Linked DNA regions of Capsicum annuum: region 1 is linked to region 2. Evidence: chromatin contacts called from public Hi-C data. All regions are on one chromosome and are shown on one strand. Each heading gives the region's core, a stretch centred on a gene start, on an enhancer-like site or on the middle of the called end of the contact. The rest is flanking DNA. Distances are from core to core; before and after follow the strand shown. Region 1 holds the start of LOC107873401 (beta-carotene hydroxylase 2, chloroplastic). Region 2 has its middle 170 kb from the start of LOC124899247.

Region 1 (5,960 bases), core at 2,471-4,970, 240 kb before region 2:
ATTTCATCCAGAAGAAACTTGTTAGTACAAATATATGTGTCTAATTAGATGTGTGTATATTACCTTTCTAAAAAAATTAGATGTTTGTATATATAAATTGATTACATTAAAAGCTATGATGGTGTTCTTCATGCCCGTAAAGTCTAAAGTCATCATATTATTGTTTGAGATTACGTATTGCAGATTTTGTTGAGATGGAAGAGTTATGAATATCCACATGTTTTGCAGCCGCAAACCAGGCCTCTTACTCTCAACAACGAGGGCTCTCGATAACCTTGGACGGGACATCTAACAAGTTGTTATCAGTTGCTTTGATGGGTTTGCCTTAGATATCTTCAGAGCTGAGGTACTTGTTTTTTTGTTTTGGTGTACAATGCTGGACCTGACCAGAAGTTTATATATAGAAAATTGTAGCCCATCAGTTCCTGCACAGCACATCCTTATGGAGCGTACTGAACCTAAACCATATTAAGCTTTCAACATGGGAATGTCGAAGATAAAAGATAATAGGTTGTACTGATTCCTATTGGCATCTCTTATGATATATAAAAAATGTGATTACCAACTCATAATCGAGAAATAACCTTTTAGAAAGCTGGTAGTTCAAATTACTCATGGTAAGTTATGGCACCATTTTTATAAGCTCCACCATAATTGCATAGAATCTGTTCTCTGTCCTTCTTGTTGAGTGTACCTGTCAGCCTCCCTATCCAGAAAGCATGTTTTCTCTTGCTTATTTCGATCAATATTGGAGATATAGAAAGCAACAAAAGTTAAATGATCTGTGATTTAGTTGGTTTGTTATCCTTGGCATTTTTATGTGTTTTAGAAATGAACTCTTCTTTTGATGATCGTTTTTTATGTAATCTCAGCAATGCAAAGAAGGTCAAGACTTTCATACCGATCAAATCAAAACAGTATTGCTGGATTCCGCCGATTGCCCGGGAAGATATAAGCTTTTATGATTGACAAAAGAAAATAATTACCAATTATAGTACAATATCTTTAATTTTTAATACATCACATTTTTTGAATACACTACTTAATTTTACATGGATATATCACTTTTACACGAATACATTATATTATTGTGTGATGTATTCGAGTTTTAAAATAAAATCGAAGCTTTATGTAATTATTTAAAAGGATTGAGATTTTAAATAGTTATGATAGGATAAGTTGTACTCCCTCCGTTCCACAATAAGTGAATTGTTGACTTTTTGACACACATGTTAAGAAAAAAAAAATAAAGACATATAGTTTATTATCTTTTTCCATTTTTATCCTTTTCAAATTTCAAAACCTTAATAATAATACATTATTCTCAATACACATTTAAAGTCCTTGGAAGCTGCTAAGTACTTAAAAGCTGCTAAGCTTTTAATTGAAGAAGTACTTAAAAGCTGCTAATATAAAGCACTCCTTCAATTAATTGGGGGACACAAGAAAGCTGCTAATATAAAGTCCTTGAAACTAGACCAAAATTTTAATTAATGGAGGGTAAATTTGGAAAAAATATCATTAAAAGATACTCCAACAATTCACTTATTATGAAATGAAAGGAATATTATTTTTCTTGAAAATTATATCAAAACCTAATGTGTTGGGCCGTGCCCAACACGGCCAATGCTTATCTAGCTTAACATGAAAAAGTTCTTTTCTCTCACCAATGTGGAAGACCGCTTCTTCCATAAAGTGAATACACATTTTACTTTTCCTCCATTTTTCATTGACTTTCATGACTACTTCAACAGTTACTGCTCAGACTATCATCACTGATCAAGCCGATATGACATTATTCCTTAGTTGTCTTTGAAAATTTTGTTGGCATGTCACATTCTAGCTCCACTTCAATGTTTAAGATATTAAAAATATTTTAATTGAGACGTTTCTCATTAACTTGAAGTTATAACTCTTAGTTATATCATTAGAGGTAAGTTGAAAGTGAATAAAGTAATGATTCAAAATAAGTATAATGGAGGCTTGCCTTTAGAATCTTGTGTGATAAGAATGTACAGTTAAAACTTATAGATGAGTTTCATAAAGTGATTGTTAGACCCATTATGTTGTATGAGACGAAATGTTGGCTAATCAAGAAATTACATGTTCAGAAAAAGAAAGTTGAGAAGTTGTGGATTTTGATATGTGAAGATAGAAAAAGTGTAGATGCCCTAGCAAAATTGTATGAGACACTACATAATAGCAGACATTAGAAGAGAGAAATGCAGATCGAAAAATAATGAGAGAAGATAATTAGACAATACATGATGCTTCTTAAACATGCCAAGGACGTGCTTTTAGAATATTGAAAAATCATAAGTTAGGGTGAAAATTTAGTTGATAGTTGAGTGTTATATTTTTACTGCACCATGATAGGCTTGATAGTTGTACACTTTTTTTACATGTGATACTAGCAATATTCTCACATTATTTTGCTCTTATACTATTCATTTCTCTGTATTTTATGTACTACTCTTCAAGTCATTCTTGTTAAACTACACTGGATATCAATCCAAGCTATTGTTCTACCTCCTCTCCTTTGAATAAATAATCTGTGCATTATAATTCTCATGAACTCTACAATAAAATCAAATAACTCTATAATTATTGGAGGGAGAAAAAAATAATAAAAAAAGCATTGATCAAAAAAAAAAAAAAAAAAAAAAGGAGAAAAGAAAGAAAAAGAGTAGTAAGTGGCAAAAGTGTAATTACTGTGAAAAGTAGCACCACAAAGTGAAATGGTAGTTCGCTTTAACGACCCCATTCTCTCCAAATGGCAAATATTCCAGCCCCTTCAACAAAAAAAACTCCACCCTGCATTTAGGTGTAGGCATATTTTTGTTTAAATAAAAAAAAATTGAAAAATCAAATCAAAATTTAATTTTGATTTTGATTTTTTGAATTGAATTCAATTTGTAATTTTAAAATTTTGATTTTTCGGTTTGATTTTAAAAAATAAATTCGATTAAATCGAAAAATCAAAATTTTATAAATAATATATATATATATATATATATATATATATATATAATATTTAATAATTCACATTGATAATTAACATTTAACAGCAAATTCACATACGCCGCAGGCTGTTTATAGATTGTTTTAGTGACTCAAATATTTTATGGATTCTTTTGGTGACTTTGGATTGTTTTATGGACTATTTATGTAGAAAGTATGTTATTTCATGGACTATTTTTATGAGTTTTGTGTTATTTTGTAAACTATTTATATAAAATTATATTATATGTAATGATTAATAACGTTCTGTATTATGTTAAATTTATGATTATTTTATTAATTTCATCCATGTTGAGTTATTTATATTTAAAAATGAAAAACAAGTTTGAAAAAAATAATTTTTCTCAAAAAATTCTTCAATTTTAAATGTTCAGATATGAAAAAAAAAGGCTAAATATTTTAATATTTCAAATCAAAATAAAACTCAAAAATAACTAAATCAAATTTATAAAAACCAAACTAAATCAAATTTATTTTGATTTGATTACAAATATTATTTTTGTCAGTCAAAAAATCGATAAATTAAACACCCTACCTGCATTTGTACACATAAAGGAGTCCGCTCCACAAACAGAACTTGTGGCTCCAGTGCATTTACCTGCATTGGCTTCCAAAACCTTCTCTCTCCCTCACACAGTTGCTTAAATTGCCCCTCATCAACTCCGAGTCACCTCCTCTTTCTCTCTCTCAAAGCTCTAGGAACTTTGAAGGAGACTCTACTTAGTCACCCCCACAATCCATGGCCGCCGCCAGAATTTCATTCTCGTCCACCTCCCGTACAAGTTATTACCGCCATAGCCCATTTCTCGGCCCAAAACCCACTCCAACAACCCCATCAGTGTACCCCATAACTCCGTTTTCTCCTAATCTCGGCTCAATTCTGAGGTGTAGAAGGAGACCCAGCTTCACTGTTTGCTTTGTTCTTGAGGATGACAAGTTCAAAACCCAATTTGAGGCTGGGGAAGAAGATATTGAAATGAAGATTGAAGAGCAGATCTCAGCGACGCGTTTGGCGGAGAAATTGGCTAGGAAGAAATCGGAGAGGTTTACTTATCTTGTTGCTGCGGTTATGTCTAGTTTTGGGATTACTTCCATGGCTGTTATGGCGGTTTATTACAGATTTTACTGGCAAATGGAGGTACTGGAACATTCCATAATCCCCAAACTCTTCTTCTTTTGGGACTTAAATTTTATTGTAATTTTATTTCTGTTTCGAGTGTAGGGTGGAGAAGTTCCTTTTTCCGAAATGTTTGGCACATTTGCTCTCTCTGTTGGTGCTGCTGTAAGTTCCATTTCTGTCTTATTATGAGCTAGTAATTGTAAGATTAGATACTGGCCTAATTCATACCCCCAAAAGAGCTAGCCGATGAGGAGAATATTGTTCAAGTCCGACCCATATCATTAACCATCAATATGGACTTTTTCATTAATAAATTAGTCGGCAAAAATATTGTAACGGTTGAAAAGTATTATTCCGTAATTACTGGAGAAACATTAATAAGTCGAAATTCAAATTACAAGTGGTTTAAAAGTTTGAAATTTTCAAAAATATTTTTGAATCATTCTAGAATAGTTAACAAGAGAGTAACTAGAAATAGCAGAGTTGGTTCTTCGGTGATCGATTTTAAAATGTCTGATGAAAATTGAATTGGAATTTCAGGTAGGAATGGAGTTTTGGGCTAGGTGGGCACATAAAGCGCTATGGCACGCCTCTTTATGGCACATGCACGAGGTTTGTGTGCTACTTATATGGATAGTAATTAAATGCCTTATTTCATTCTTGATGAGAAAAGAATTACTTAAGATAATTTAGTACGTACTTTATATTAAGATTACTGTCGTTACATTAAATTGTTGCAGTCACACCACAAACCAAGAGAAGGACCTTTCGAGCTGAACGATGTTTTTGCCATAATCAATGCTGTTCCAGCTATAGCCCTCCTTGACTATGGTTTCTTCCATAAAGGCCTCATTCCCGGCCTCTGCTTCGGCGCTGTATGTCATCATTTGGCTTGCACTTTTTTTTAAAAAATAATGTTAAAGTATGATCTTGATGGGGCACAAATTCAAAATTTAAAATAAGATAATCCATAATGGACGTAATCTATATTTATAAACTTCAAAATTCTTTTTTCATATAATGTAAATGAATTGAAAGCAGTTAGATAGCTAAACATGTTGATCTTGCTCTAAGTCCCCCTCTAATATTTCCCTAGGATACTCCAGAAATTTTACTCGATTAAGACGCTGTCTATTGCTTAGTGTAAATTAATGAGTATAGTTGTAAATATTTTATTTACATCAAGTCTAAACTCGTTTTAAGTTCAACGTTAAATTGATGAAGCGGTCTTCTGTTATGCAGGGGTTAGGGATCACAGTATTTGGGATGGCATACATGTTCGTTCATGATGGTTTGGTTCACAAGAGATTCCCTGTTGGACCTGTAGCTAATGTACCTTATCTTAGGAAGGTGGCTGCAGCTCATTCGGTAATTTAATCACACTTGAATGCGATTTTTATGAAGTACTATTAATTGAAATTTGTTCATAAGATTTTCTAATGTATTGGTTTGCTACTGCATTTGCAGCTTCATCATTCAGAGAAGTTCAACGGTGTCCCTTATGGCTTGTTCTTAGGACCTAAGGTGCCTTTACACTTCCCTTCGTGTTCTTATGAATTCTAAAATTACACAACATTGTACATAAGAGGAAATACTAACAATGGATAAATGGTGATTGATGCAGGAACTGGAAGAAGTAGGGGGGCTGGAAGAGTTGGAAAAGGAAGTGAATCGAAGGACAAGATATATAAAAGGATCATGAATGATTGATCTCATTGTTGATAAACACACGTCATTTTGCAATTTCTGTCAGTGGGGAGGGGGGAGGGAATTTTTGATGTATTTGACAGTGTAGAGTGAATGTAGCTCTATTGATGAA
Region 2 (5,349 bases), core at 1,963-4,462:
TGCTATCTCGTTCAATTCCTCCGATAATAGAATTTAGGACCAACTACTCTATATCCAATCATCCATCCTCCAGTAAAAATAGACCATTTTGTGAATACTATAAGGAGTTAGGTCAGACCAAGGAAAAATGCTACAAGCTACATGATTTTCCAAATTCTACTTGTCCAACTGGTTCAGCACCTCAACATTACCCCAACAACCACAACAAATACTCAACCAACCACAGTACTTTAGCCAAGGTTCTAACATGGGTAATGGCATAACATCTGCTAATTCTGTGGAGTTGTCTTATTATTTTGCTACATGTTATGATGCTGAATTTGGTTGCTCGCCTGCACATAAACACAATTATCAAAACCCAAACCTCACTAAGGATCAATATAGCCAAATTGCAGGCTTGCTGCAACAATTTCAAATTAATGTAGCTGAGGAGTTCTCTACTGAAAATAGATGACAAGTGGATCAGTTAATTTTACAGGTATTATTTCTTGTAACTCTTCTATTAATTTTGACAAACTCTCATGTGGATGTTTCAAAGCAAAAACTGATTTGTGGATATTAGACTCAGGAACATCCCATCACATGACCTTTAATAAACAAAATCTCACCAACTTAATCACACTAACCTATTTTTTCTTGATTAGACTACCTAATGGATATAGAGTTAAGGCGGCAGAGATTGGAACTATTCAGTTTGCTCCTCAAATATCTTTGAACAGTATCCTTTTTGTCCATTTCTTAAAATACAATTTGATCTCTGTTAGTTGTTTGACCATGTATCTTAAGTGTGTTACTTCTTTTTCTAATACCTCATATCTACTGTAGGCACCTTCACTGAAGAGGCCTCTAGAGATCGGTAAGTTGCATGATGGTCTATACTTTCTCTGCTCAGATTACTTATAAATGAGCAACACTTCAGTAGAGTGTCCTATCTTATATTCTTCTTTTCGTGCCAATATAGTATATTGTCAATATGTTTCTCATACTTGTAATTCAACTCCTTCAACATCTGTATTGCCTAATATTCATAATTCTAATAAAGACAATGTTGTATGAAATATTTCTGGATTATATCATGATATTGATGCAAACTTCTTGTGGCATTATAGATTTGGGCGTGTTACTTTTGTTAAGATAAAAGGCATATCCTTCATACCTTTGGCTTTCTCACATAAACAACCTTTCTTTTGTCCTATTTATTTCATGATCAAACATATAAATTGCCCTTTTCATCCAGAACTCACACCAATAATAAGATTTTTGAATTAGTACATATTTACCTATGGGGTCTATTAGATAGCAACACATGAAAATTTTTAGTACTTCATAACCATGGTGTATGATTATAGCAGGTCCACTGGACATAACTATTTAGTAAAAGCAATGTTCTTCATGTTATCAAAGCCTTTGTCAACCTTATTGAAAACCAATTTAACACCACCATCAAAATTATAAGATCAGATAAAGGCCTAAAGTTCACTAATAATGAGGCCACTCAATTTTTTCAATCCAAAGGAATTATACACAAAAAATCTTGCCTATACATACCACAACAAAATAGTGCGGTTGAAAGAAAGCACAAGTACAAACTTGAGACATCCAGAGCTCTCCATTTTCAATCAAAACTCCCAATAAAATATTAGGGTAAATGCATTTTAACCACAACCTATATCATCAATAGATTACATTCTACCCCACTAATAATAAGTGTCCCTATGAAGTCATAAACAAAACCTACTTACTCATATCTGAAAAGTTTTGGATGTTTGTGTTATCCTATCACTCCATCACATCACAGATTCAAATTTGTTCCTAGATCCAACCCATATGCGTTTGTAGGATATTCTTTTGGTACAAAAAGATATAAGTTGTTAAGTCTAGCTTATAAGAAGATACTTATTTTCTAGAATGTTGTTTTCCAGGAGACTATTTTTCCTTTTGCACTAACCAAAAGTTCTATTTTTCTCCTACTTGTCCTTTTAATTCTGTCACTTTTTTGGTAATTTTTATTCTGATAGTACTCCAACCTCAACCAATACAACTCCAATCGATACCACTACTTTTGAACTAACCACACATGTGTAGAGAGATATAAGATGTTCAAATAATGATGGTCCATGTTTTTCACCTTCACCCAATGTTTATGAATCTATTTTTTCACCAGAAGGTACTTCCTCTATGCCCTTTCATACTTCTCACACCTTATCTGGTCTATGTAATGTAGGATCTAGAAGATCATATAGGGTACCTAAACTTCCCAATTATTTAGCTAACTATGTCCATTCCCTTCTCAAACCTCCACTCACTTCACCTGATAGTCATGATCTTGCTCTTTTGTCCCTTAATGCCTCTTGCTCTCTTCATAATCATATATCTTCTGATAATCTTTTTCCTAATAGTCAGTCTTTTATAATAAATATTACTCATATTAGTGAGCCATCATCATATAAAAAGGTTGTTGTAAGCCCTGCGCACAAAAGTTTATTACCCTTCATGATAACAATATCTAGAGCCTTATACCTCTACTACCAGGAAAGAAGGCCATTAGTTGTAAATGGGTGTACAAACTAAAATATAAAGCTGATGAATGTATTGAGAGATATAAGGCTAAATTAGTAGTGAAAGGTTATACACAAGAATCTGGAGTTGATTATGTGGAAACTCTCTCTCCAGCTGTCAAAATGACAACTATAATGGAACTTACAACTACTGCAACCAAGAAACGTTGGGATACTCCCTTTATCCTGGACTTACTTAAAGAATTTTACTATAGTCACTAAACTTATTTGACTTCACCTCTTGATCCAAATGTTAATCTTAGAGCCCATGAGGGGAAAGTCTTGTCTGATCCCACCTATTACAGAAGATTGGTGGGAAAGCCCAACTTCCTTATAAATACCAAGTTAGACATAGCTTATGAAGTGAAATACTTAAGCCACTATATGCAGGATCCCAGAGAACCACATTTGCATGAAGCCTTCCATATGCTCAGATACCTGAAGCAGGATCCAACCTTAGGCATCTTTATGTTTTCATCCTTAGATAGCATAGTTCATACATATGTGACTCTGATTGGACCAGTTGTTCAGATTTTATAAAGTCAATGTTTGGGTACATTGTGCTTTTACGTAATTTATAAATCCAAGAAATAAGAGACCATCTTCTTTTTCTCAGCTGAAAATGGGTGCAGGTCTCTCAGAAAGGGGGGTTGGGGAGTTGGTTTGATTACATAAGCTACTTGAGGAGCTGGCTACTCCTTTTTTAAACACCACTCCTATTTATTGTGATAGCTAATCAACACTGCACATTGCTAGGAACCCAGTTTTTCATGAAAGGACTAAGCACATTGAGGTTGATTGCCACTTTGTCAGATTTAAGCTTCAAGATAGTCTTATTTCTCTATACCACATCAATACAGAAGATCATCTAGCATATATTATGACTAAATCTCTCACTGGCATAAATTATTCTGCTCTCTTACACAAATTGGTTATGATTACCTCACCTCCAACATGAGAGGAGGGGGAGGGGTATTGAGATTAAGATATATGTATAGCTTGATTAGTTAATTATCTTAGCTAGTGATAGTTAGTTAGTTATTTATATTTCCAACTGTGTCCAGCTGTCACATCAAGTTGGTCAAAAGCTAGATATTTTCTAGATGTTTAATTTTCTTCGTAGCTATATAAATAGTGAACTATGTACATTGTTGCTGAGTTTTTGCAATTTATCTTCTCTAATACAAAAGAAGGGAACTCTGTTCTCCCAATATACTCTTTCTCATTTCCCCTGCAACTGTCACTATTAATGGAGAACTTTAGCTCTAATCTTCCATAATTTGTTCATCTTGATAGTCTGGATAAAGGAGTTCAATCATAACCTGCGTAGTCAAAAATATTCCATGAGGATGGTTAATTAATAGAGGTGATGGTACTAGGATATTAGGTGGAGTATGCAGAATTTTCAACAAAAAATGCCCATCTATTGTCAAGGTTCATCTTGCAAATGTGTGTCAGAGACTTAAAATAGTTTTAAATGTTTACTTTCTGTCACAAATTAATACTTACTTTGTATTATTTTAAAGTGGTGTCCCTAAATGGTACCCCTTAATATAAGGTACTTCCGCCATGTAGGACATGACAATTGCTCCTTTAGGCATCAAAGGCTTCCAAGATTTTGAAGAAAAGTGTCAATGCATTGACGAATATGATTCTGCACCTATCCAAAAGCATAAGGTAAAGCTGAATACATCACAATTGTTCTTTCTATTGGTTTTTATCAAGGAAATTGGAAAATAATAGAGAAAAAAATATTAACAGAAAAATACTGTAATGAGGCTAAAGAAGTTGTTCTATTAATAACTCAAAGACATACATTTATAGCTAAATTTCTAACTACAAAATATAAAAATATGCTACTAAACTTATCTGTAGATTCAAATAACAAACAAAGAGGAAACTAAATCCTAAGTTCAAGCCACACAAGACTCTAATAAAAGATAGTTAACTAACAACCTATTAACTAGGATTTATTCAAAAAAAAACTAAAGCAGTAAAATAAAGTTACTCCAATTTAAAAGTATAATTCTAACAGTCCTCCTTGCTTAAGAAATTGTAGATTCTAGACTTAACCTCTTGAATAAATCTGTCAATTTGTCTTTGATTTTGCAAGGCTTGTTGTGCATCTTCTGTTGGATTAAATACTTAGCTTTTACCTCTCATTTCAACTTGTAAAATCCCCTGATGAGTGGAATCAAAGATTCGACAATATTTGTCTCCAAATAATAATTTAAATCCTTCTTTCATTAATTGGACAACGTTTCACAAACTTTTATCAATATCAAGCACGTAAAGGACATTTGAAATTATTTTGATGTATGGACTTGTTTTGATTGCAATAGACCTTTTTTCCTTTTGCAAAAATATAGTTACCATTCCTAATTCTGACTTTCTTATTTTCAACGGATATAAACTCTTTAAAAGGATTTCTGTCATATGTCATGTGGTTTGTACAACCACTATCAATCATCCAAATTTCTTAGTAGAAAAATATGTTGCCATAAATAAGTAGTCTTCTTCTTCTATGTTAGCAACTTGGGCATCTGTTTTATTTTTTTGAGATTTGCTTTTGCAAATCACAACTTCATTATCAAACTGATTGCTGATATTACATTGTGCATCTGACCTCTTCCAACATTTAAATAAAGGTTGACCATTTTTGCCGCAGTGCTGACAAGGTGGGTAATTTTTCAAAAATTTACCCTTACTTTGAGTTTTGTGGCTGGCTATTAATACTTTTTAAACTATTCCATCTTGCCTCGTAAGCCTCATTTGCTCATGTGCCTGAAAA

Evidence for each region. Hi-C and Micro-C count contacts between places; a contact is called where the count stands out from the background.
Region 1: a contact with region 2 is called in a Hi-C map of leaf, with 2.2 times the contacts expected there. The contact joins the promoter of LOC107873401 here to the enhancer-like site in region 2. A contact is called at or near these places in 2 of 5 Hi-C or Micro-C datasets (leaf and placenta).

The regions. Positions count from the first base shown.
Region 1 is chr6:50,846,582-50,852,541 of UCD10Xv1.1, reverse strand. It overlaps LOC107873401 (beta-carotene hydroxylase 2, chloroplastic), which reads left to right and starts at 3,720. Exons shown (of 7, transcript NM_001398350.1): 1 at 3,720-4,159; 2 at 4,244-4,303; 3 at 4,682-4,753; 4 at 4,882-5,016; 5 at 5,384-5,509; 6 at 5,609-5,665; 7 at 5,766-5,936. The coding sequence starts at 3,761. The coding sequence ends at 5,843.
Region 2 is chr6:50,606,499-50,611,847 of UCD10Xv1.1, reverse strand. No RefSeq gene overlaps it. Among protein-coding and RNA genes, the nearest start is that of LOC124899247, 170 kb to the left of the region's middle. Within about 2 kb of position 3,212, at least 2 of the 5 cell types and tissues checked have an H3K27ac peak or open chromatin away from gene starts, as enhancers often do. A contact at or near this core is called in leaf, where this site is marked.